Regions from separate parts of the Zea mays genome. Here region 2 is linked to region 1. A link is a contact called in public Hi-C data. All regions are on one chromosome and are shown on one strand. Each heading gives the region's core, a stretch centred on a gene start, on an enhancer-like site or on the middle of the called end of the contact. The rest is flanking DNA. Distances are from core to core; before and after follow the strand shown. Region 1 holds the start of LOC100283594. Region 2 holds the start of LOC100383365.

What was found. Hi-C and Micro-C count contacts between places; a contact is called where the count stands out from the background.
Region 2: a Hi-C map of ear shows a contact between it and region 1, with 3 times the contacts expected there. The contact joins the promoter of LOC100383365 here to the promoter of LOC100283594 in region 1. A contact is called at or near these places in 3 of 25 Hi-C or Micro-C datasets (ear, endosperm and tassel).

Annotation. Positions count from the first base shown.
Region 1 is chr5:142,597,864-142,604,380 of Zm-B73-REFERENCE-NAM-5.0, forward strand. It overlaps LOC100283594, which reads right to left and starts at 5,211. Exons shown (of 9, transcript NM_001156495.1): 1 at 4,780-5,211; 2 at 2,818-3,027; 3 at 1,672-1,963; 4 at 1,516-1,585; 5 at 1,105-1,160; 6 at 446-521; 7 at 342-378. The coding sequence starts at 1,955.
Region 2 is chr5:142,845,134-142,851,140 of Zm-B73-REFERENCE-NAM-5.0, forward strand. It overlaps LOC100383365, which reads left to right and starts at 3,680. Exons shown (of 5, transcript NM_001362071.1): 1 at 3,680-4,476; 2 at 5,799-6,007. The coding sequence starts at 4,317.

The DNA.
Region 1 (6,517 bases), core at 3,961-6,460:
TGATCCTAAAAATGCAGGAAACTAAGAAAAAAATTAGTTCAATGCACTATGAAGTACATGAACCGTTGAATGTGCTACAGTTTTTCCATAACAGAAGAACATCCTATGTATAGTAATAATAACAAAGAATAATGAAGCAAAATCTCAAACATAAAAACACAGAACAACCACATGTCTACAACCTAGCAGTTTCATTTTCACCATTGCAACCCATCACATGAATAATTAGAGTGAAGATCAATCCATGATGTAGAGGAGAAATTTTAAGAAACCAACAAAACTCAATCACTCTTAAATGATAAAACTGTGAATAAGATATTGGTTTAATCAAGAATGCATACCAAATGTTGCCAAGGTACTTGCACTCCTTTCCACTTCCTGTAACAATTTATATCAATTAGCTCAAGTTTAACAAGCTAACAATTGAACAAGGGGACATGCAAACCTGAACCATCATCTGGCGAGACCGTCGGAGGCTCTCGGTGATACTTTCAGCAGCAGATGTCATCCCAACCTTTGTCCTACACCATCAAAAATCACATTATACAACAGAGCTAGATGTTTCTTGAGCTACATAATGTAGAAGGGCGATTCATTCATTACTGTGATGCAAGAACACTGATCTGAGCATGAATCTAAAAGGATGACCTGTTCAGTAGTGAAATGCATTAACACAACAAATCTTAATTGTTTCTCTCCCTCCGTTCCAGAAATGTAAGTCATTCAGTTTATCCTAAGTCAAACTTCTCCAACTTTGACCAAGCATCACAATTTCAGAAAGAATGTACTATCAGTACATATTTCATGGTGATTTTTGTGAAACTATATTGTATATGTTCTATCATTTGTCTATAAACTTGCTCAAAAGTTTGACTTAAAACAAAACTAAAATGAATTACATGTTGGAATGAATGAAGTATTCCGCCATTCTTAGTTTAAAATGTAGAAAACTAGAATCCACAAGCAAATAGCCCTTATCTGGTTCTTCAAATTTTAAGTGACACAAATGGACGGGATACAGATGTAAGTGACTAAATTATGAAACTCCTTAAATATCGCATACATAGTCATAAAATAAAGATGAACTCATGGAAATCAACTTACTGGAGATTACGCCTACGGATTGTTGACTCTTCTCCACCCCCTAGAAGAAGCTCCCTCTAGAGAAAAGACAAATAGAAACTGATAGCTTTAGTCATAAGGGCAACTAGAATGCTCTCAAAAGGTAGCAGGATGCCTACAGGTAGTTTCTTGCCAATTTTGAAAGAGAAGTTTCAAAAACTAAAGCAATAATAGTTTCAATTATGTTCCTGGACTTATATGTGAGTACATAAATAGCTACAACAAGAGATACTTGCATATTATAGAGAATAGGTTCTTAACATGAGTTCTTTATTATCTGTCCAAACCTTTCACATTTAAACATCACTTGCATTGGTGAGCTCTAAAAAAGCATGTAGTGGTCAGACAGCAAATCAATTGGGTTAATATGATAAAATAGAGACAAAAGCACACCTCCTCCTGAGCAGCTTTTCTAATGTTCTCTTTCGCTTGTAAGTTAGCATTCCTCAGGCTAGCACGCAACCTGCAAACACAATCAATTTTTTTTGCAAAAAAAAAGCAGGCTAAAAGAAGAAGAAAAAAATTAAAAAAAATCCAACACTGTCATACTTCTTGTATTGTTCATCCCACGACCCTAAGGTTGCTTGCCCAGACTGCACTTCATCAAAAGTAGGTAGCTGCTGAGCTAGAAGATCAAGCCGGAACTGCAGGGACTTGAGCAACTGCAGAGCATCCTGTGCAGAACCATTCAACCTTGGAAGAGAAGTTGCTTCCTCTGTTCCTTTCCCTGTTTTTCCACATGATTCAATTGCAGCAATGCTCTCCTCAAGCTGTGAAACAGCTTGGCTCCATTCTTTCTTCAGATTTTCAACAGCTTGTGTGACTTCATCCATCCTAATATCTGAATGGATCAAAATCAGCAGACTTATCATGCTGGCATGCAAGAGAGACAACTGACAACTTGTAACATAAAAAGGAGAATCTAGCTTTGATGCATGAATAAATGAGAAAAACCAGGAAAACTAAACTCACCAATATTATTGACGATAACCAAATATGTTATGTTAAAATCTTATATGTGTCATCAAGCTATGTAATATGTATTCATATAAGAGTGCAGATTATGACTTTGTCAGCAAGGCAAAATCAAGGCTACCAAGTTTCTAGTACTACTATAATTAGTGATAATTGCAATGGTTAGCACTGACAACCATACATGCCATGCATTCAAGTGACACGACAAGTGACAAGTCATCAGAAAAGAGGCCTTCAGATTAAATATACTGCATCTCCTACCAAGCAGTGCAAATTTACAGTAAAAATATCATTAGTGATAATGATCCAATGACAGATAAATTACTTCAAGTCTTAAAGAAACACTAACACCATGACCGATTGAATTGGTACAAACTAGAATTTGTTGTCCCAATACCATAACAACAATAAGTAACACCGTGGATCATAGATCTTAAATTCAGGGAACAGATATTGAACTCATTGAAGCAAGCAAACATATACTTTCTTGAATTTTGCAGCTGCATGTTGTCAGTGACCTATTAGTTGTAGACACATGACAACCACTCAACCAGTGTCAAAGGGCATACCTTGGGAGCAATTTGGCCCTTATATATATATATGCTATAACCGACAGTAAACAAATCTCTGGGTCCTTAGCATAAGCATGGTAGGAAAAAAAAAGTCATGGCTGACATGAGGCAGCTAATATAGGCACATGGGGTAGGCTTGTGGTTTTACCTTTGTCCTTTGGGAGGGGCGCAGGCTCTTCCTGTAGGAAGCTTGGAGACGTGGGCCCTGCTTCCCAGCGGTCGGGCGGATGGCAAGGGGTGGCGCTGCTTCACGGCGGAACGGCTTCACTTCCCTGCGTCGGAGACCCGATCAGCGGCTCAGAGACCAGGAGGGAGCGGCAGATGGGAAATCGAGTGAGGGGCGACGGATGATGATGGCCTGGGGACAGAGGTGAGGGGATGAGTGACGACGTCGTGAGATCTGGCGAGCAGAGCTAGATCGGTTGGGTTCAGATCGCTCAGAGTGGACGCTGATGCTATTTTTTGAGTTTTTCGATCCAGAATTTTGTTAGGGTGGATCAGATATTTTTCATGATTATTAGATCGAGCCGTGGGTTAAAAATGAAAACCCAGACCACCTGGCACCTGATACACTTGTCGGTGCATCCTAAGGGCTCGTTTGGCAGCCTGGTGAATTGCACACCGGCCAGCCACAACCAGCGGGGGCAATACCTGCATTACCTGTCCCACGTGTAGTGCAGTCCAGCGGGGCATAGGTTCCCTGTGTCCGTTTGGCAAAGATTGTTGCAGGTAACAGACAAGCAGTGCAAGAGGGACAAGCATGCACATCTACGAACAAGTAGTACAGACGGACAAAAGGCAGGTCACATGATAATACTTCTTAACCTTAACAAATAAGTATAGTAATTGAAATATGCAAGAATCACAGATAATTATAAACATGAACATGGAGGTACCATTGCTGGTGCTTTTATTTGACAATATAAATATTTAATTATTTTTAGAAAAATTCTATTTTGCACCAACAAAAGAATTTTACAAATCAAAAAGTCTGCAAAATGGAAACAGTAGCCCTAGCAGCTAGCAAGAGACAGATTGGTTGAGCTCTTCCTGCTTGTGTTCATTGTGTATGGCGATTCATTGATCATCAGAGATTGATTCTCTGTAATTCTCTAAAGTAAACTCAGTGACACATATAGGATTCCATGCATCAACTAAATGAGAAAATCTGCTTTTTTAACTCTCAGCTCCATAGTTCATTCTAGAGAACTGCTCGAAAAAGTTTGGAAAAATTATTTCTCAATAAAAAATTGTTTGATGATAGAGCTTCTTCTAAATTCAGCGTGAAAGATTCTAATGCTTTTCTTCCTTTTTCTTTAAAGAAAAAATATAGAGCTAGGCACAAATAATTACTAGAAGCTACACTCTTCGGGTCTAGAAACAACAAGTAATCTGAAAATGGAGGTCATCAACATTGCGCAGCGCTTGCTAAATCGCAGTTGCTCTGTTGGTGACGGAAAAAAAATTTATTGACACAACCACCACACCAAACAGCAGATGAGATTATTGTTGTCAGTAACTCAGCATCTAGCACTAATAGTATGACCATAGTCACAGTGCTGCTCATCAAAAGATGCATCAGCTTGATAGCACCAGAGAATAAATGCATGTGTTTGTGAGAAATGCAAACTGACATATAATTGAAAACCAAGAAATGCTAATATACTATGGTACAAGAAGAAATTTACTCTCACAACTACATGAGGGTTCCTTTTTAAAATACCAGTATTTAGTAAACTGTAACTTGATCTCAGCTTGGCTAGTTGCTCAGTTCTTAATAGGAACAAGAATATAAACTAAGCCTAAAGTGCGCTGTTTAAAAAATTAAGCCTGAAGTGCACTGTTTAAAAAAACTAAGCTATGTTTAAACTGCACGCACGGATGCACCGATCAATTTATCAGAAAAGACCTAATCAAAACAGAAAGATTTCTAGGTGGAGTTCTAGATTGCAAGTTTAGATTACACGCATGGATGCACCGATCAAACTAATCTATTCTACCAGCAAATCCTCAGCGATGATGCAAGCAAGCACTAGCAGCTTCTTCCATAACGAGAATCAAATATAGACAACAGATCTAAACTGAATAAGATAAAAAGGTGGAAGCTCACCAGATCCTCAGTGTCTTCTACAACGAGAGAGGTGGCGATATAGAAGCGGTGGGTGAGGGCGGATGGAGGGGGACTAAGGGAGGTGGAGCTGGGGGTGATGGAGTTGACCACCGGATCCGGAGGAGGAGCACCGGCTGCCGGATCCAAAGGAAGAGACGAGACGTTCCGTATGCGGCTTTCGGAGGGTAGCGACTGGATCTGGATGAGGTTTGGCGGTGAGCTTCTTCCTATGTGTCTTCTTCGTCGGCGCCAGTGGAAGGTCAGTCGTGTCCGAAGGAGGAGAGGCGGCGACGATGGAGACGCGCACGTGCGCCGGGGCGGTGGAGGTGAAGGTGGCGGCCGATATCTGGAGGACGAGACGGGGCTTACGTGCCCGACCATCCGGGGTGTGTTTTTCTTCCCTGTGAAAACCGCCCCGAACCGGGGTCAAGCTTCCCTTTCCGTGGACTTCCAAATGCCAAAATAGTAAGACGAGTCTTATGTTACACTGGGTGTGTGGAGGCTGGGTTTTGGCCGGTAAACCGACCGATTTGGAGCCTCCCAAACGAGCCCCGTTCGGCAGGCCAGCGTCCAAACCAGGCCAGAATCGAAAGCAGCTCAGAATCGAGTGATACATGTGTTGTCACTAATTTTTGGTCACTAGCCCAGGAACCAATCCAGGAGGTAGCTCATCAGGACTCGTTCCAGACCAAGAATTGAGCGAAGGGAATTTAAATCAGGTGGGTCTATTTCTGGTCCAGATTAAAACGAACGGCTCTAACAGACTGGGCCGGATTCTAAACCGGGTTGATTCATCCCGCCCGGAAAGAGGCTAGGAATAGACCGTTCCGGCCGAAACGAACGACGCCTAAGACTATCTCTGGACTCTCGTTATCCCTCCATATTTTACTTCATATTTCAAACTTCATTATACAAACAGTACAATTTGCTGTGTAAAACAGTGTTTTGCATGATCATTTATCGGTCTGATGAAGATGTCCTAAAAGGTTAATAAATGAGTCAATTGTGGATTTAAAATGGTTTATGCTTCAAGCTAACTAAGGGTCAGTTTAGTATGTCTCCGACTTCTCTTCAATATTAGCTCCTCTATAAAAGTTAGTGTTTTTTAACAAATTGTTTGACAAAACGGTTCTCTTGGCACAAGAGAAGGGCAAACTAGGGAGCAGAGGAGCCGCTATAATCTAGTTTTTTTTGCTCCGGCTACTCTCTATAAAAATAGCTCCAGCTACTCATTGTTCTTTGTTAGGGGTTCTTTTTTAGACTGTTTGGAAGGGCCCTGCAGGAGGCGAAGCTGGAACCGGTTTGGAAGCTCTTCCAAACATGCTCTAATATAATAGTACTAGAAATCTTATAGCAGTATACTACTAGATATATCATAGTTTTTTAGAAACACATTAATTCAAATAGCTTAAATATTAGTCATGGATATTATATAGAACATTGTGGCTAGAAAAGTAATAAATGAATAGTCTTATAAAAATATATATATCTTTGTAATTACACACCGTTTGTACTAACATCCTCAATACTACATTAAAAATTGAAAACATCAACTTTTTCAAAAAGTAAGATAAGTAGATAACATTATATACTAGACTAATACAAGTATACAACATGCGTCTCGACCCTCAAGTGTAAATTCGTCTTACAATTTCTTAGACCTTGAAAGTAGTGTCGGCATTTCGACCCCGAGGGGTCATTGGACCGACGAGTAAATTGTGGCTGCGTGTCCCAGTCC
Region 2 (6,007 bases), core at 2,430-4,929, 250 kb after region 1:
TCTGATCATACAGCTCCAGCAGACCGCTTCAGTATAGCGTCTTCAACCTGGAACACCTCCCGGTCGAGGCCCTCGTTGCCTTGGTTAAAAGCTTTGAAGTACCGACAGCCTTCAGGGGACAAGGCATTTACAGCGCCTTCGCAAGTAATGAGGGACGTGTAGGACATCAGGTCGGTCACGATGGACGAGAGGGACTCTCGCTCCTCTTGCAGCTAACTGAGGAAGCGAGTCCCCACCTCCCCAGATCTGTCGAAGGGGGCTGTCTCAGCACCCAAATCACGATAGGCGTCAGCAAAAAGAGCATGCGCTCGGTCCACACCGGCTCGCGTGGCAGCCTCCACCTTATCATGATAAGTCCTCGCATTCTTCGTCTCTAGCTCCAACGTGACAACACGCTCTCGGGCAACCTGGGCCTCCGCCTGCGACTTGGCCACGACATCCTTCAGCTCGCCCAACTAATGTCTAGCCCCTCGTTCTCCTTCTCAAGAGGTCCAAACTTGTCCAAAAGGTTGCAACTTTTGTTTTCGGTAGCATACTTGTCCCTAATAGCTTCTGTATTTTGCGTCCGGAGACGCTCAACCTTGTCCTCGAGTCGTTTCTTCTCTGAGCACAATTGTGAGGTCACGAGATGCACTAATGCCCTAGACGCCACTTCTTCAGCAAAAGCAGCAACCTGACACATATAGACTTCATAAAAAAATGATAAAGAGAGCCACTTACATAGCGCAACTGCCTCACAACAGCGGTCACAACACCACCAGATGCAAACGCCTTTCAGCATCAGAGAAGATGCTTCTCGGAGGTCGGACGAGGTCATGACCTCCCCTGGTTCGGCGCACATCTCCGCCAGCTCCTCAACAAATCTGTCCGAGGCTCCCGCCACCCTAGATGTCTTCGCCAAACCCTTCTTTTTATCCTCAACCCTCCTATTTTTTCTCACCACCATAACCACGGCCTTACCTTTAGAGCACCCCTCATTCACACCACCACGGGTCACCACGCCATTTCTCTTGTGATCATCAATATCCCCAACATCAGAAGTGCCCTCCTCAGGATACGAGTTGTACTGAAGGCCATTAAGCTTGAAGACCCGATTCAGCATGACATTCGAACCGAGTATGTCCTAACTCCTCGGCATCTCCATCTTCGTCAAATATTTCCCTACAATTTTTACCGCTTCTGCCTCGTACCTTCACCATTGAGCTGCGGGCGCAGCTTCACCTCATCCACCTCCTAGCCATGCGCAAGCAGCCACACTCCGTAGGCAATAAACTCCTCCTTCAAGTCATGTCTGCTGCTCGCCTTGGAGGCACGACGAAGGGCGTCTTCGTTCACATCTCCTTTCTTCGGTTTAAACGACGGGAAGGCGACGTAGCAATGCGAGCACAATATAGACGGAGGAAGCACTGGAGACATCCTTCAATGTCACATAAAACAAAAAATCCCACTAGTTCCCTCACTTGTTCTTTGCACACAGAATGAGTTCCACATCTTCACTCGAAGTCTTCCCAATCCTCGGAGTGAACGTGCACGAACCAAACTGCATAATCTTTCCACCAACAAACTTCTTCTGCCAGTGAAGACAATAGTTCTTAGCGAAGACCTCAACTAAGGGCTCACCACCATATGTAGATGATGCCCACATAAACTTCGCCAACGCCACCATGGCATTGGGCATAAGCTGGTGAAGTTGGACTTCGAAACGCTGCAGGACTTCGACGACAAATCGATGCACAGGCAATCGAAGACCATCAGTGAAAAACACTTCAAAAACAACCAACTCCCCCTCTGGCTCCGGGACCTCGTTGTCTCCCGGAGCACGCCCCACACCATCTCCAAAATACCCTAAGCGTTGCATTTCATGCACGCGGCCCGAGTAGATCCTCGACCTACCGAATTCCACCGTGTGCTCCGGCAATAGATCCACACCCGTCACTGAATCGCTAACCGTCTTCTCCGAGCACAGCGCGCTCGATGGCGCAGTCGGGGTGGACGACGAGGAGGGAGAAGATGGCATTACGTACCGTGTGCGGCGGCGAGCGATCTGCTTCACATGGGCTAGTTCACCGGCGGCGAGAAACCTCCTCGGCGTGAGCAGCGCAAGAAGGCGTGTAGCAGCTTTTTCAAACTGAACGAACGAGGGTTTCGTGCCGGCGCGTGAAAGTTTTTACCTCATGGGCAGCGTCAGTTTTTATAGACCAGAAAACGCCTCGGGAAACCAAAGGCCCAATAGTAAAAACATCGCATCCCCCAACGATCACATCCCGCAGCAGTCACATTACTAAAACCCCCTCGGGCCACTTCAACATGTGATCGAGGGCAGCGTTTGGCCATCCCATGTAAAAAGACTTCGGGACCAACGTTCGACCATCCCCCTCGGGCCACTTCAATACTGATCCCTCGGGGGTAGTGTTGGAGCGGAGGCCGAACTTGACCTCGATCTCTCTAACGCAACTACGACCAGACATTTCTTACACATGAACATCAAACGAATGGTACTTTGGATTTGACGCCCTTCCATAGGGTAGCGAAGGCGAGGGCCCGCGATAGACGAGAAGGGGGCTCGTTGTAGGCTCAAACGTACACTGAAGGTCTTCTCTCAGACAGCGAACGCCCAGTCCAAGCGAAGGCAAGGACGTGACTTTGCAGAACCAAGGGTGCGACACATGAGTGGAGGCCTCGACAGGCTACTGAGAAACCCATGACTCTGCCCCACAGTCATATGGTCCCACTTGTAAGCTCCTTTGCGGTGTAGATTTTTTAGTGCGCGGAATTACTATACTCTGTCCATTATAATGACCCCGTTAAAAAAATATTTTGGGAATGTAGAAGATAATTGGGTGTATAATAGTATTTGGGGATCCACTATCCCTCTCAATTACCTATGAATACCCCTACCTGTATATGGATGTGCTGCAAGAAAAGAATATCAATTATAAATCTTATGCTGAATTTTCTTGAATAAAATGTACGGTCGGATTCTCAAATCCGATATTCCAAAAGGCAGCCTAAAATTAGCGCATATGGCTGGAACCTGGAACCAATTGATTTGAATCATCTAGATCGACGAATCTTTATATAATGATATGAGCAACAAATCGTGTATATATTGTACTGTTTATAGAGATGATGATAGAGATAAACTAACAACCTTTATAAATTTGTTTCAATGGCAAAACTACCCAGACATGATGAACAATAGAAAAATTCCTCACTCTCCAATTTTAGAGGAGATTTGAATTTCAAAACTAGCCCTAAAGAAAAATAATCCCACTCTAGAGTACGGGTTGGGTGGGGGTTTCACCATCAGGAATGCAACATGCCGCTGCATTGTCGACATTTTACGCAACCTGGCAGCAGGAGAGAAGACTCAGAGGGGGCTGTTTGCGTTGCGTAAGAGCAGAGTGATCTTGACTGTCTCTAGTAGTGTATGAAAAATAGCAGACGTGTAACGGTAGATGGTAAATGATAATGTTTAACATTATTTATAAAGAGAAGTTTAAAATAGATCACGAGAGAGATATAATAGGGATCTGGTGGAGATAACTTTATGTACTGTACCGTGTTGTTGAGCAAAGCCACATTATACCTTTCTTTAAACAACATTTTTACCGTACCCTCTTTATTCAGCATACAACGGCACAACGCCTGACCTCCAGTCCTCTACCTCCTCAGTCACCTTCGCCTCACGCGGTCACACCCTCACCTCGGCGCCCAACACAAAGCCAGAAGGAGGGACACAGCGAGAGGAAAGACCGAAAGACAGCAGCCAAAGTTGGAGGGAGACCCAAGGCAGACGGCAACGAGGCAGTCGCAAAGGAAAGGAGGGAGCTTTGCTGGGCTGGAGTGGTCGAGTGGAGTGGCTCACCGCCTGACCGACTGAGCCAGGGGGGCATTCGGGCGTCCCACCCCGCGCGGGGGTGAGAGAGACAGAGAGGAGAAAAAGCGGCGCCTCATCACGGTCGCCCGCCTGCTCGGCCTCTTCTTCTCCCTCCCCTTCCTGTCTCTGCGTCGCGTTGCGGTTGTGCGCACCTGGTCGTTCTCGGTTTCCTCCCCAGCCGGTCCTCTCGGGCTCCGTTTTCCTTCCGGGCCGCTCTTGGCGCCTTGCTCTCCGGCCTCTTCCTTGCCGGCCACGCCCTTCCTGCGCATTGCTTCTCTGATCCCCGCCGGGCCGCTTCGCGTTCCCTTGATTGACTCCACTCGCCGACTTGTATGCGTCCGTCTCGGCGGCGGCGGTTGGTGCTGTGAGCGACTCGCGGCGGGACGAGGGATTCCGTCGCGCTCAGGCGCCCTCAGGAGCCGACGGCATATTGTGCATGGAGGGTGAGGAGGACAGCTCCGGCTCCGTGGTGCAGCGCCCGCCGCCACCGCAGCAGCAGATACGGGTGGTGCGCTGCCCCAAGTGCGACAAACTTTTGCCGGAGCTGCCCAATTACTCCGTCTACGTCTGCGGCGGTTGCGGCGCCACGCTCCAAGGTAGGTGCACGGTGCACCCCCCCACCTTTTTCGTCTGCAATCACTCCCTTCCCTACTTCTCTCCTGTTCTTATTGGGCATCCTTGTCTTCGTGGTAGTCTACTATCTCTACTCAATCCACCTGCATTTTTTGTTGCATTAGATCAGCAATCTAATTTCACACTAATCGGCCACAACAAGAGATTCTTCTCGACAATCACATGGTTACTCTTTGAAATTGCCTCGTGGGGACTGCTGCTGCTGGGTTGGGCGGTTTCCTGGGACGCGGATATGACCAGCTCGTTTCGTCCTCTTCTGAGTTCCGAAAGATTCCATTTTTCTCCGCATGTTTCTTATAGTTTCTACGCAATCCAGTGTAGTGTCTCTTTTCTTTTGGTCCCCATTATTGTGAAATGCTCGTTTCCTTCTTTGAGGACTCCCTTGTTGTATTCGCAACTTCCTCCGGATTTGCCGTCGATCCTGCCACACTTGGTACGATGGCACAGTAAAAGCACTTCTGTCTTTGGTGAACCCAATTCTGTTTTCGCAGTAATTTGGAGCCAAACCTTGTTTCTTCACAGCCTGCAGTCAAAAAGTTTCAGTAATTCGTACGCAGCCCCACTCCTGTTGTTTTTATTAAAATTACAGAAGTTATCTTCTGGGACATTCCCCTTGATGCAAGTTTTTGCTGGTTATATTTGCATGCGTTGAACAAGGGTTGCTCATTTTAAAATCTGGTAGATTGTAACCTTGTTTAAACATGTTGATTTTATAACTTCTTATGACTCAGAGCATGGATCATTTCTGGGGAGTCATCTCGGCTTGTGGTCCCCAAACTGGGAAAAACTTAAACCCATTGGATTTTCTAGATCTTCACTATGATTGTCACTTCGACATATTTCTTTGGATTGGACACATAAAATGGCTGTGGCTAGCAACAGAGAGTGCCTAGTTTCTTTTTTGAAAGAGTCTCCATTCATTTTAACATCTGGAAATAATTGGAACATTCTATTTAAACTGGTCCACTTACAGTTCTGTATTCTCTCTTTAATTCCCTGTTAACATTCTCCAATGTTTGGTCGTGTGTTTGCTGTTGCACTAATGTCACCTTAGGATACTCAGTGTTGACTGTTGACTGACAGAATTTGTTGTGGACGTGGCTGTAATTCTGTGCAAAATCTTGGAACCTCGGTTACTCATTCTTTGTTTTGAATACGTGTGTTCTTTGTATATATTCTGATATTTTCATTGTTTAGCTGATTGTTTCTGTATGTTTTTATCCAAAAAAATGTTTCCTGTATGTTTATTCTCATGTTCACATTTTCCCCCGTTAACCATTTGCAGCAAAGAAGAGCTCAGGATCTGATACTTCTTCAGATAAGTCTGATACTGAGCATGTGAAGTACCTTGAAGTGCTTGAGAGTTTACCAGATAAGAAAGGAGCAGCATCTGAAGCTAGCTGTGCTGTTCGAGAAGCAGACACCAACAAGATCGAAGCTAGGTCAGAAGAGAGATTTGCACCCAACAGAATGGTGGCGGCTGCACATAGCCAA